Regions from separate parts of the Danio rerio genome. Here region 1 is linked to region 2. A link is a contact called in public HiChIP or PLAC-seq data. All regions are on one chromosome and are shown on one strand. Each heading gives the region's core, a stretch centred on a gene start, on an enhancer-like site or on the middle of the called end of the contact. The rest is flanking DNA. Distances are from core to core; before and after follow the strand shown. Region 1 holds the start of arhgap12b (Rho GTPase activating protein 12b). Region 2 holds the start of myoz1b (myozenin 1b).

What was found. HiChIP or PLAC-seq counts read pairs in DNA pulled down with a chosen protein or histone mark.
Region 1: a contact with region 2 is called in an H3K4me3 HiChIP or PLAC-seq map of embryo, with 3 times the contacts expected there. The contact joins the promoter of arhgap12b here to the promoter of myoz1b in region 2. A contact is called at or near these places in 1 of 18 Hi-C or Micro-C datasets (caudal fin) and 1 of 4 datasets of contacts at active chromatin or transcription factors (embryo).

The regions. Positions count from the first base shown.
Region 1 is chr12:28,420,784-28,423,483 of GRCz12tu, forward strand. arhgap12b (Rho GTPase activating protein 12b) reads left to right here and starts at 1,348. Exons shown (of 17, transcript NM_200874.1): 1 at 1,348-1,539. It overlaps hexd (hexosaminidase d), which reads right to left and starts at 24. Exons shown (of 12, transcript NM_001077167.2): 1 at 1-24.
Region 2 is chr12:28,207,377-28,210,076 of GRCz12tu, forward strand. It overlaps myoz1b (myozenin 1b), which reads right to left and starts at 1,287. Exons shown (of 6, transcript NM_001002447.1): 1 at 1,242-1,287. synpo2lb (synaptopodin 2-like b) reads right to left here. Exons shown (of 4, transcript XM_001341244.8): 4 at 1,871-2,700.

The DNA of each region.
Region 1 (2,700 bases), core at 98-2,597, 210 kb after region 2:
ACACTGCGCAGCAACCTTTTAAACGTCTTCTGAAAAGCAGAATGGTCTTTGTAGTTTTTTTGTGCATTTTTTAACGGTAAGGGGTTCGGATTAGGACTACAAGCGCATTTACCTCCGCTTAGAAACGGAAGTTGTGAACTGTTGTCTATTATTTTAAAATAAAAGTAATTAAAATGATTTCAAATAAAAATATATGTATTTAAAAAATCGTATTTTCCTTGATTTAATACCTCTGATCAAAATTAGGTTCAAATGTAGTATTTTAATTCAGTTTAAGTAAACTATGTGAAGTCAGACTTGCCAACAACAAGCATAACTGAATAGCGATTAAAATATTATTGTAGGGGTTTATTCCTAATGGTCAAGGTGAATATTCAGGTAACTGGCAAATGTATGTTTTTAATTTATTCAAACACACTGTGCAAAAATAATTATTTAAGAAATGCTTGAATCTTTAGCAAGAGCATTTTACAGCTGACAAATGTCTCACCCTGGTGGACATTTTGTCAATGTACACTTAAGTTGTAAATTCAAATGATTCATGAAGCAAATTTAACTTCACATACATGCAAAAACTATTTTAGAATTGTTCATAAGTGTGCTGGATATAATTACTTTTTAACCCTTTAACTGCCCTACATTGAAACAAATATTTTGGATTGCATTTCTTATCTCCTAATGTCGCTAGTTTACACACTCAATGCATTTTTATGGGTGTTTCCCAGTGATGGGTTGCGGCTGGAAGGGCATCCGATGCATAAAACATATGCTGGATAAGTTGGTGGTTCATTCCACTATAGTGACCCCTGATTAATAAAGGGACTAAGCTGAAAAGCAAATGAATGAATTACAGTCATATTTATAATCAAGTTATGTTTCAAATTTTAAAAAAGTGATATCACAAAAGCTCTTCAGAGATTTCGTTTAGGCATTGTACCAAAAACAGCCACTGGGTGACACTCAAATCCAAATTTTAAATCATTCTCTTACCACATACCTATCAATTTCTGTCAGTTTTGGAAAATAAAAAAAATTGATGGCAAGATAAAACTGCAAATAAAAAGATTTTGCAACAAATTGAGAGGAGCTTGCTGAAAGTTTTTAATGTACTGTTGCAATACACGTTGCTTAATGCAATAGAAAACATAAAATAAAGGTTTAGTGTATAATAAAGTCCAGTGACCCAAAGTTATGCATGCAGAACCACGCAAACGCCTCTGCCTGCTTTCCACTGAGCAGAGGGGGGATCAAGAGCCTTGCAACCCCACGAGGGGGCCTGATGCGGTAACACAGGAGCATCAGCAGTCTGACAGAGCTTCACACAGGACAGGCGGGAGCGCGCAGTGACGCGAACGCGCACTCGCTCACCCACGGAGACCGACTGCGATTGGAAGCGCGAGGCGGTCAGATCGTGTGTTTTGTGTTGCTGCCGAGCACTATCTTTTTTACACGAGTGCCGAGGACTGCAAAGGGAAAAGTTTATTTCAGAGACTCTCCAACTAACGGGCATGGCCGCTCCCAGATCCCCCTGAACGCCAGGTCAGTATGGGCAGTTTCTGCGTTCATTCTTATGCTTCAAAGGCGCATTGTTGTAAATATAAAGAGTTGCATTGTTGCGAGCACTGGGGACTGATTGTTGCACAGCGGTTTGCTACCTTGCGGCCAGCCACTAAAGCCGCTTTGGGGATTCGTGGTTTGGGGGAACCTGCTATCATGCTGCGGCAAAATACTCCCATCAGGCTTTTAAATTACAGCCATGTGTTTTAACACGCAGTTGATAGCCAGTCACACTTTCGTCTTGTTATGAGATGATTCATATTATGTACATTTGTATCTGTGTATATTATTATTTCAGCTTTTGTTTTGATTAGATTTCTGTCATCAGTCAAGGGGGTTCAAACGGTTCATCAAAGTTGTTGTTATTATGGATAACGTTGGAAAACTAGTGTTGGCTTTCCCTTTGGAATCATTTTGTTTAAATTATTGTGATGTCAAATCACTTGTAATTGATCACAGTATACATTTCTTGGGTAGAACTGTTAGTTCGTACTTTTGGTGTTTTGTTTAAAAGTTTATGGACCGAACCGACCCCTTCCCCCTTTCCCCCGCGGCCTCGCTGTCGCCTTCGCCCGGGGAGGGACCGCACTGTCGACCGCGATGAGTGACCAGTGCAGCCGACCCAAACAAAGGCGGGTTACCAGGGGAAACGGGTCCTCTAGTTGTGGTCTGCTTTGGGCTGTGGCGATGGCTCACAGTGCTCATCTGCATCTGTATTGAATGAATGAACCGCTGGAAGGAAAGCAAATGCCGTTTGACGTGTGAGAGAATTTTCTGATGCTGAAAATCAAGTAATGTCGATAATGCGTTTCCCGCCTGCAAGGTCACTTTGTGTTCACGGCTGCTAAGTGGCTGAGTGGATTAGACAAACAAACCCGATTTATTCTGCCTGGTTGTTTGTCGGCATGATAAATAGTTTAATCAAAAAGAGAGCTACTCTGAAGTCAGCGAGATGAATGACAAAGAGCCATTTCAGAGCATCAAGCCATTACAAGGGACACTCAAGACACTAGATGTAGCATTTTATTCTAATTTGTTGTGAGACTTGCCAGATTTCGTATTATAAACATAATTAAATAACTGAAATACAGCTGAGACTGCTTAATTGGCATTCTATAAATGTTTTGTCTTTAAATATAATCT
Region 2 (2,700 bases), core at 37-2,536:
AAAAGCAGAAAAATGTATATAAAATATCTGATCTCTTTATAATAAAACAAACAGAAGAGTTAAAGAGAATCTTAAACGTGATAAATAAAACGTTACAAAGTGTGTGCAATGGTAAAGGTAGATCAACATCTGTAAGGTGTCAGTAATAGAGATGCAGTAAACCTTAAACTCTGTAAACAACACTAATTATGATAATAATAATAATATGATAATTAACTCTGAGCTTACAAGTAAAGTAACCAGTCATCATTATTCAAATACATGTAGAACGTTACAAACTGTGAAGTTGAATGACTACATTACCCACTGTGCTAAAAATCTTTCAGATAAGGAGCTAGTGGCTGGGATGTACAAGAAAAGAAACCAAAAAGCCACCTTAAGCTTATTGGCATTGCTTCCAAGGCGCGTGCTCAGAAGCCACATTTTAATAAAACTATATAGCTTCATATCGAAACCACATACCAAACGTTTTTTATCATCGATATTGACAACGGTGTTTGTTCAATAAATACCTATTTTATTACCCAACCCTAGGTTGTTTGCACTTTTTTTTTCCATTCCACTGTAGCAAATTATTTATTATTACTGAAATTATTGTAATGTTAAAAGTGAAGAGCTGTAAAAAAAAAAAAAAAGTTGTGTAAATAAATAAATAAATATGTGTGTGTATATATATATATATATATATATATATATATATATATATATATATATATATATATATATATATATATTTATTTATTTACACAACTTTTTTATATGTATAGTTTTTGGTAATGGAACAAATTCGCAAATGACCCAAACAGTTAAAAACAAAACAATTAAACAATTAAAAAGATACACAAATCAGTCACACCCCCCCTAAAATATTGTATGTTCATTTATCCATCTATGAATCCAGTCTCCTAATCAGTAAGTATAGTATATCAGCTACACTGGTTGTTTATTATTAACAGGAAATTGATAATATTGATAATAGTTTTGCTTATGAATATTTATTTATTTATTTATTTAGTGATCATGGTTGTAACTCTGAGAAACAATGGCAGACCTCCACAAAAAATACTGGCCCTGAAGAGGAGTCGAGTGTTTACAGCTGCACTTCAGCAGTCTCGACAGTAATTATGAGTTGTAGTCTTTCATATACAGTCTGTTCACCGTCAAATTTGTCTTTCAAATAAAAGCATGTCAAGAAAACCTGCTGGGTACAAATTAAGTGCAATAATGAAGCTTGTTTTTACCTGGCCTCAAACAGGAGAGATGAGCGCCTGTAGTACCAACCATCACGAGCAGGGGCGTCTGACAGAAACAGAATGTGGCTCGTCATGACGGATACACACAGTTTGGCTAAAGTTAGCGCCTGATATTTTGTGAAATATGATCATGCGGTATGGTAGAGCAGAGGGGTCCGAAGGCAGTTTTACTGAGCGAGGGTAAGATTACAGATCTGCTAAGCCGTGCACAGTTGTTTACAGAACTACAACAAAAGTGTGCATTTATCTATGTTTTGAACACGACCATTACTTGACAAATATTCTTAACGTTTGGATTTTTTTTCTATTTATTACATTATAAACCTAAGAATATTACTTACTATGAGCTGAGCTGGGTATCCGAGGTAAAACTTTAAAAGAGCTGTCTGTCATTGTGTAAACACAAAATACTTGTTCAATTTCGCACAACAGCGCCACTCAGGGGTCTGTTATGATTACTGAATATTGTACCCTCAACATTTCAGATAAATTTGTGGGATTATAAATTATATTATTTACTATGTGCTTCAATGTGGGCATAGCACTTACACGCAATTATTTACAGTACATCCTTGTAAGACGATATCGCCTCAACAACTAAATGAACATACAGACAATCACAATTGGCATTTTTCATTTATTTTCGTTGCCCTTTATTAACTCAGTACAAATTCATTCTCATATTACCCTTTCCACAAGCTTAGAGTTATGAAATCCATTAAACTTTCCATTCTCTTACTATTTGCATTGTACATAATTCCACTATAAAGCACTGTAATTCATTTTATATCATTACAATTTTCTCATATTTAACACAAGTATAACACATTTACTAAAGAATCAAAGCTTTTAAAATGCTATGTAAAAGCATGAAATACATTCTGGCGAGCCTTTTAATACACACTCGTGAAAATGTTGAACATTATTTAATGACCAAAAGGCACTTTCCTCTCTATCCTTGCTTTAAAGTTACATATCTTGCTTCATACCTTTCATTCACATCCTTCCCATGTTTTATCACCTGAATAACAACACTGTACATTACAGTTTTACTTCCAATCAACCTTCTTAACCTTAGTAGAGAAATGGTACCCACCATTCCAGATTGTTTTCATTTCCACCAAGGCCATTGGGTTATTTTCTGATAAAAGCAAAGCAAGCAATGTTCAACTAGGCCTATACAAGTTCACAAATGCTGTTGAACAGCTCACACAAGTGATTGAAATGGATGTCATGCCTTTTTGGCAAAAGCATCATTCACAATGAGAGCAAGCACCAAGGAAAGTGGTCAGATGTCACATTCGCATAATATGTCATAAAGATAAACCAGCGCTTTCAGAATTTGTCATCTAGTGTATATTTTCAGCTGTCATATGAAAAAGCCCTAGCACAATACCCCGCAGTGGGGTTTTCACATGCTTCTCTAAATGCTCAGTCAAAACCTTGG